Regions from separate parts of the Zea mays genome. Here region 1 is linked to region 2. The links are chromatin contacts, called in public Hi-C maps. All regions are on one chromosome and are shown on one strand. Each heading gives the region's core, a stretch centred on a gene start, on an enhancer-like site or on the middle of the called end of the contact. The rest is flanking DNA. Distances are from core to core; before and after follow the strand shown. Region 1 holds the start of LOC103650408 (serine/threonine-protein kinase D6PKL1). Region 2 holds the start of LOC100283303.

Evidence for each region. A called contact is a pair of places that touch in the nucleus more often than the background predicts.
Region 1: a contact with region 2 is called in a Hi-C map of ear, with 2.9 times the contacts expected there. The contact joins the promoter of LOC103650408 here to the promoter of LOC100283303 in region 2. A contact is called at or near these places in 2 of 25 Hi-C or Micro-C datasets (ear and tassel).

What each region holds. Positions count from the first base shown.
Region 1 is chr3:95,303,170-95,307,583 of Zm-B73-REFERENCE-NAM-5.0, reverse strand. It overlaps LOC103650408 (serine/threonine-protein kinase D6PKL1), which reads left to right and starts at 2,684. Exons shown (of 3, transcript XM_008675976.4): 1 at 2,684-2,969; 2 at 3,588-4,414. The coding sequence starts at 3,769.
Region 2 is chr3:94,652,448-94,656,883 of Zm-B73-REFERENCE-NAM-5.0, reverse strand. LOC100283303 reads right to left here and starts at 1,900. Exons shown (of 1, transcript NM_001366961.1): 1 at 906-1,900. The coding sequence starts at 1,814. The coding sequence ends at 1,236. LOC103650404 (a long non-coding RNA gene) reads right to left here. Exons shown (of 2, transcript XR_002268030.2): 2 at 3,199-4,436.

The DNA of each region.
Region 1 (4,414 bases), core at 1,435-3,934, 650 kb before region 2:
TCGCAAACGGGATTGAGAAAAGAAAAGCAAGAACACCGTGGTATTCAAGTTGATCATTGGATCACTTGAGAGGAGTTGAGTGCAACTCTCGTCCATTGGGACGCCACAACGTGGAGTAGGCAAGTTTTTGTACTTGGCCGAACCACGGGATAACCACCGTGTCATCTCTGTGATTGATTTCTTGTGGTTATTGTGTTTTGACTCCTCTCTAGCCACTTGGCCATACTTGTGCTAACACTTAACAAGTTTTTGTGGCATAAGTTTTGAAGTTTTACAAGATCACCTATTCACCCCCCCCTCTAGGTGCTCTCAATGGCGCGCCGTGCAAGGCAGAGCGGACGCGTGGGGAGGGCGAGCCGGCCATGGTGCGGTGGAGCAAATGCCATGGCCGCGGCGAGGGCGCACCGATGTTTGCTACTGCTTCTCCTACCTGAGTCGGTGTGTGTGCTAGGGTAGTGATGGCTGCAACGGCATCAGCCGCAGGTAGCGCCGCAACCGTAATGCGCTCCCACGGGAAAGCAAAGAGGCGGCGCGGGAGGATGTGTCGGCGTGGCTGCGCGATGGAGCGTGGATCGACGACATGGGCACGTGGAGTTGGCAGCGTGAGAGGATGCGTTGGGTCGGCGACACGAGGCTGGCAGTGTGGAAGGACACGCCGACGTGGTCGGGCTAGCGCGTAACACTAGTAGTATGGAAGGACGTTCTTGCGAGGCTGGGCTAGCGTGGCCGTGCGGTAGCGAGGACCACACGGAGAAGTGGTTTGGGTGGGATGGAAGGGAGGAGCGTGCACACGAGGGATGGAAGGGAGGGTTAATGCCATGTGGGTCCAAGTACATAAGTAAGTGAATGGACGACAATGGCATAGAGGAAATCAAAGTCTAAAACCGATGGCATAGAGGGAATGCTATAATTTCCAATGACACATAAGGAATTGGTATAATTTAATGGCATAGAGGGAATTTTCTCCAAATGGGAAAGCCCAAAACTCTTCCTTCTAGCTCACGGGGAAGGAAGAAAAGACTTTTCTTATTCCAAGCCAGCTACGAGACAAGTGAAACGGGCAGTTAGTTTAGTGAAGACCGCAGTTCCAGCAAAGACAGTGGAATGGTAAAGTTGTTCATTCTCAACGGGAAAGGATTTATCTATTGCAACGAGGCTAGTTTCAACAAGGTGAGCAAAGCTAGATACTTAGGCTTGTCCGGTTATTCCACCAACCCCTGCTCCCGACCTAGGTACATTATTCTTGGCAGCTCAAGACCTTTCTTGTTCCTTGCTCCCGTGGATCGATACTAGTTACTTACCTTTAATCTTACCTTAGTGTCTTTTACCTAACCTACTCGCTCGCTGAGCTTTTTTTTTATCTTGGTTATTGGTTTTTTACTCAAGTTAGAGCTTTTCTTTCGTGGTTTTTTTGTTGGTGTTTTTTTATTACTCCCTCCATTTTTTAGGGAAATTTGGATCCATACCATTAAAAGATCACCACTTTGGATCCATACCATTACTATCTCACTTACATGTGGGTCCACATGAGTCAATGACATGTGGGGTCCATGGTATATATCTAAAGTTTGAATCTTTTAATGGTATAGATCCAATTGTTCCTTTTTTTTATTTTGACGTTTTGTAGTACATTTTGTACTATAGCGTCAAATATTGAAAGACAGAGGCAGTATTTCGTATTCGACTGTATACCGTTTATTTGATTTACTGCTTGTTTTAGAGATTATACTCTCGTACAATATTTTTTTAAATATATATTCGTAAGTAAAATATAACATTTGTATAATACTTGTTAAGTATACGCTACATTCTCTTCCTCCGACATATGGAGAGAGAGGGGTTAACAAAATAATTGTGTGTGATGATGCTATCATTTCATAATTGCAATATATTGCTAACAAATACAACCCTTATTTTTTTCAAAGAACTAAAGAATTTTAATTTAGTTAAATCTATATAAAAACTTTTGACGTTTGAAATATTATATACGCTATTCACCACTTCAATTCAAGTGAAACTTCACCTAATTACCGATAATGACTAAGCGGTATTCAGTCATTTCTGAAAATTAGTAAGTGTTCTTACTTCGGCTCGGTGAAGTTAGGTGACAAATAATGCTGCACTATATAGAATAAGCATTATTATATTGATTATATAATATAAATATACAGTAAATCTAATTATAAACATCAATATTAATATTTTATATAAATTTATTTAAAATATAAAATATTAAATTAGTCAAAATCTAGAATTGTATTTTTTGATGGAAGCGTTAAACCAGCAAGCAATATCTATTAAGATAATTCGTTTAGGGGTAACGGAATCTACGCTATAAAATATTAATTTAGGGGTAACAGAATCTACGCTATAAAATTAAGGATCGAATTAGATTAGAATTGAACTTTATATCTATTCATTTTTAAACTAAAAATATTAAGAACCCTAATTTATTATGAAAATATACTCCATCTGTCCTATTATATAATTCGTTTTGATGTTTTTTTATTTAAATAGATATTAATAAATCTAGACACATATATAATATATCAAATATTGTATAAATCTATTAACATCTTAAAATCTTAAAAATAAATATTATTTTGGTATTAAGAGAGTATTTGGACTGTGCTATCACACTATTTGCAGCCGGTTTAGATCATGATTCGACGGCCGAGGACCCGCCCAAACGGCACCGGGAGTTGCCACTGGTGGCCCTCTCCAGTCTGCACGGAGGATCCTGGACGCCCTATATGCCGACTCGTCTCCTCTCTCTCTTTCTCTTTAAGTCTCTACCCCTTTCTCTCTCCTCTGTGTGCTCCTTGCCCTCTATACACCAGTACACCTCCGAAGCCGCCATTCCAGCAGCTGAGCTCGTCCTGCCAGGACGCAGTGCCAAGTGCCAACGGCACCACTATTCCACCGCCTGTGCCCCTTCCACGCGTGGAGATCTGAGCCGGCATTTCCTGGTAATCTTCAGCAACCAGCTCCGCTCTTGAGCCGCTCTCCCGATCCTAAATCCGGTACATGGGTGAGGCTGGGTTCAGATTAGTTGCGAATTTGCTGTTTCGGCAGGGTTCATAGCGGCTCCGCGAAATGCGGTATCGTTAGAGCCGAGTTGGCGCCGCCGCCGTTTGGATCTGGAGCTAGCTTCGTGTATTTCTCCATGAGCAGAAAAGTTTCAGTTTTTCCTCTCCTTTTCCTGTGTTTTAGTAGATCTAACTGGTCTGTTCGTTCTGCGAGAGGCAGTTGTCCCTGTTTCCATTTTCGTTTCTTCTGCCTGCTGATTCGTAACGGTGAGCGAAAATGGGTTCTTTGTGGAGAATCTGGCCTTCTGTCACCCCCCCCCCCCCCCCCCCCCCCCCCCCCCCCCCCCCTCCCCCCCCTAAACTCTGGCTTCCAAAAATTTTTATTTGCACTACCCCTGCTTGCCAGTTAGTTGATTAGGTTATCAAGTGTATATTTCTCTTTGGCGCCTTGCGTTCTCGCCTCTGAATTTATTTTTTTTTCTAAATTCCTCAGCAGTTTTAAAGACGTAGTTGTCGCTATGTCTCAATCACTAACTTTGGACCTTATGGTCTTTGCAGGGTGTGCGCTGGTTGCTGCGCTTGCCATTAAAAGGCTACTTTTCTGGGAGCTCCCTGGTGCTCTCATCTTGGAAGACGTTCAGTGGAAGGTGCAGGCTTGCCTGCCCAGGATGCCCCTGCCGGCGACGGACTGAGTTGGCGTATTCCTTGTCTGCCAGTGTTGAATTAGTCTAATTGGGCCATGGAGTCATCTGGCTGTAGCTCTGAGATAGTTGAGTCCACCGAGGAATTCGATACTACACCCTCTGGTGGATCCAGCTTGCTGCATATTAAACTCAAAGATGAGGAGAAACGCGGCAAAAGTCATGATTATTCTGTGGAAGATGACCTCGACCAGCTCCTTAAAGCTATCGATAGCAGGACCTTCCGACGCGCGCTTAGTCCTGGCAGTACAGGTGGAGATGCGCTGGGTAAGAGTGTTCTGAAGAAACCAGCTAGGTCTGGGTTGTCTCAAAATGCAGGCATTGGGATATCCTCCAAGGCTGTTAATATGAAGCAAGCGCTAAGAAGGCTATGCATTTCCCAGGCATCAGAAATGGCTGCAATGAAGAGGTTGTCGATGTCACCTGGATCTTCAAGTTCATCCGAAGCTGGGACTATCCACAGGCTTTATGCCTCTTTGATGGTCCAAAGTAGTTCTGAGGGTCTTCTGCATGATGATGAGAAGATGAACCTGATTGAAGTATCGATCACTCCAGAGAAGATTGATAAGAGTTCATCTAGAGGTACAAGTGAGTTCAGTGAAGACTGTGAATTTGAGACAGCTGATGGAAGTGCAGTCACCTCTACCTCTATCTGTTCTGCTTCGTCAACCTACACCGATATTA
Region 2 (4,436 bases), core at 651-3,150:
CCGCTATTACCCAATTCAGGGGACACTATGACACTTATTGAAACACTTATTGAAGCTTACACTTATGTATAAACCATAAATTATCATTTGAACATTATTAGATTGGGCATCGCATGTTAATTTCACAACAACTTCACCAATTTCACAGCACTGCTAATGCAAAGGCCTATGTAAACATCAACAATAATTAGTTCTAGAGAAGCTAAACATTAATGCCTTGATAATACTTGGACATATTCGAACATATATGGAACTCATGCCTGTTTAGATGACTAAGGTTCAAAAACAATCATTTGAACACTATTATAAAGAAATGTTGCCTCTACCCTACATTAAACATTGATAGAAGTGCGTTCATTAATAAAGTTAAGTCGCATACCTGCTGGTCATTGTAACTCCAAAAATACAACAGAGGGGCACAGCTGGATGCAGTATATTATCATTTCCATGTGTACTGTCTCATGGGTTGTATACCCTGAAGCAACTAAACACTAAATGGGATACAGTAAACAGTACCAAATAAGATGGCCAATAGGGAAAGTTGAAGGCTAGTAATAGCATTTAGAAAAGGTAATAATAATTGACATTCAAGCTTTGCTCTGCAGCAGATGATCAGTTATGCAAAATCGACATGGCATAATTTAAATTCTTTGGCAAGATATTTGGCACACCCAAAAGCTCAACATTTTCAGCAATCTAAGCATGTGGGAACACTAATACCAGAAAAGCAATTTGGATAGCAACACAGCATAGACAAACTCCCTACTTGAAATTCCTGTGCAATTCTCACCTGCAAGATGAACTTAAATTCATAACATAATGCACGCACATAGCATGTTTCATTATCTTAGATGTCGAAATTCCACTAATCCAAGCCCAGTGAAGAAAAGAACGGAGCAATGATGTTCGAAACATGAGGTCAACAACTGAGCATTACTATTCCATATCTTTCACATTTACATCCAACAACACATCATCCTAGCACTTCCACGAAAGCATTAGACAACACCAAAAACAGTGGAGTTAGCATTTCTATTTCGCCTTCTCCACATCTACACTATGCAACGGGCGCCGCAAACCGACCATGCTATAGTTTCACAGCTAAGCAAACCGATCATGTTTTAGACTTTGCACACCCACTCTAAGACCCATGCATCCTAGTCCCCTAGCAAAGAGAGGGCGCCGGACTAGCTAGCACGACCACAGACCACAGCACGAAGGTTAGACAGAACGTTTCACCTCCGTGATGGAGGCGGCTGCAAATTGAGCCTCTGGATGGCGCAGAAGAGCTTGCGGCGTGCTCCGACAGCACCAATGCCCATGTCCCGGAGGTCGTCCATAGTGAGCCAGGGGAGCACCTCAGCATCCACCTCGTGCGCCTCGAACGCCGCCGCGTAGCGCCCCATACCCATCCCCCATAGCCAGCTCGGCACGTCCACCACTTCCTCCTGCTCCTCCATTTCCGTCTCCGTCTCCATCTCCGAATCCTCCCATGCTGTGGACTTCGGGGCCCTGACCTTGCGGGGAAAAGCGGCGGCCAAGACGACGTCGTCGCCGCTGTCGACGAAGGGTTTTAGGAGGGTATTGGGTGGCTCCGCGGAGGGGTGGTCATGCTGGTTGCTGTTATGCTGAAGTTGGAGGGGTTTGCGGGACCTGGTGGCGGGGGCAATGGGGACGCGGCGCGGGTGGGGCAGGTGGGAAGGGAGCGGGACGGAGCCAGCGAGGCGGACGTTGGGGATGCGCCGTCGCTTGCCGGCGTCCAGCAGAGGCGGCGGCGAAGGGCGGTGGTGGTGGGGTCCGCCGGAGTCGCCCATGGAATGTCGGGGTCGTGTGGATAGGGACAGAAGTCACAGAACACAGAAGCCTCGTGCGCCCAGTCGTTTTCTTGGCTAGCCTTTTCACCGTTACTGTTATCTTGAGTATAGTTAAATAACCGTGAGTTGCGACCGCCTATATAATACAGTGGGAGCAAAATAATACTATGTAGATCTGCTCAAACGTCGGACCATTTAGCACGGCTCATACCTAACCCGACGTTTAAGGTTTAGGGCATGGGCCATTTAGCACGGTTTATACCCGACTCATGTATAATTTGAGTCATGTTGGCCGGTGCCTTCACGTTTGACGTGTCGGGTTGGGTTTTTCGGGGTTAGGTCGGGTTTGTTGGCTTTGGTAGGCTTTTTTTGGATTTGGTCGGGTTTTAGGTCAAAAATCATAGTTGTACACGGTCCGTGAATTATTGCGGGTCAAAAATTATAGCTCGTACACGTCCGTTGCATTGGTCGGGTCGGATCTGATTTTTTCGGACGGATCGGATCGGGTGGCCCATGATCAGGTCTAATAACATGCAAAAATATTAAAATAAATATCTAAAAGATATTACAACATTAATTGCACAATTTAAACCATAATTTTAAACATAGCTTGGCTCCAAAACAATTGCATAAGAGCTAGCTACGAATCAAATCGATGCTCTGTATTAATTGTTATCACTTAATTAATTTAGACTATCAGAAGATTATAATTTTTTTATTAAAAAAACCTGTTAGACGTGAGATAGAGATATCAAACGGCGCCTCAGACTTAGGACTACACATAGCACCCTCCGGTAGTGCAGAAAGGATAAGAATATCTAACAAAATTCAATTAAACATCAAAACAAAATACAACCTTCCGGCTCATGAATCTGTAAACAAACTAATAATCAATCTTTCTAACTCTGATAATATTTCTCCCTTTTTAAAATTAGCGAGACAATCTAGCCAACAAAAGGTTAGCATTGAGATCAGCCAAAAAAGTATTGGCGCAAGCCAATTGACTTGAATGATGTTGCCAAGATCAACATCATCCTTCTAATGTATTTTCCCTTAAATACTATATTGGTTACTGATCCAACTATTCTCAAATGTCTTGATCATATATAGCAAAACAATCTAAATCAGAGAACATGCCAACCTAAGCAGTCATCCACCTCAACAAGATGATACCATAAAAAGCGGCACAACATCTAACCTAGATAAAAACATAAGTATCAATTTATTTCAAAAATGCAATGGCGATATGTCAAGGAGTTGAGAAAAACTTAATTGCGTCGACGAAAACCATTGGCAAAAGCAAAAGATTGAAATCAACAAATGAGAAGCCAAATATGAATGGTATGGACCTTTAGATTGACTTTAAAAAATTCATGAGACAGATAAAGAACAAAGACTATATTTTATGAGAACAGCTTGAATGAAGCCAAGTCAAATTCATGTGCACATTTGCTCAACCGACATAGTACTTCATCCTCAATCTGCTCGGCTAGGAAGAACATAGTATTGGGGTGGCCAATGCCAGTGATCCTCATCTACGGCAAGCCGCCTTCTCTACTTTCTAGCAAGCAGAGCAAGCCTAGCTTAATTTTGCCCACCATTGAGTGCATGATGGTCATTGTGGAGAAGGCAAGTGCCACCTTTTGGAATGCTCCTTGACTTCCTTGAGAAGCTCACCTGCTTCATTCAGATTGTTTGCCTCCACCTCCTACGCACAAGAGAGCAGTAATGCATGCGTGCGTGCATAGCGCATCGCATGCTGTCGCTCTTGTTTTTCTTCTCCACACCATTGTTGGTCATGGCAATACACAATTATAACTTCTGGTAATAATTTAACTCTAGTTTTTGTTTACAGACAAGCATTCTTATACCATAAATATCATATATCATATGAAATAAACAAAATATATGTACAACAGATGTCCCCAATGAACAAAGGCAAATGAAACTTTACCTCAAACATAGGAGGAAAATAAAAATAATAAGTCATTTTAAAAAGCCTTGAAAAATGTGATCTGGCCTTGCAAAAAAAGGTATAAACACCCATATAGTCTTTAACTCTCTGTTCAAATTTGTCGAGGGCAGAGATAGTGCTCATCAAGCCATCTTTCATCTTATCTCGACATGATACTGAAATTGATCAATGCCAACATTTACTAAATTCATATATTTTGAAACAATATCATAGAAAAACAAGGTTCATAGAAAAAATAGATCATTTAAGTATAGAGAGAACAATAGAAACTTAAAAAACATTATAGCCACACAAATCAAATGAGGTATTGTAACACTATATTCTGAAACTGGATTTAAGGATGCAAGTGGGAACCCAATAGTTTTTGGAGTTCAACTAATTAATTATGTGTTTAGTTTATTAATCCACATGCCATTCTTGTTGTACGCCTGTGTGCGGTGCCACAGGCTCCTGGCATGCGCGTTCGCCGGTCGCGCCAGCGCCAGCACGTGTGTTGCGTCGCATCGCTCACCTTCACGTCAGCCTCGCGCCAGGCGAGCCAGCACTACGTGCGGTTGCTATGCAGCACCAGCCGCTCCCTCGTCCTGCTCAGGGTGAGACGTTTCACGCAGATCTAATATCTAGGATATACAAGGGTCAGCTCAAAT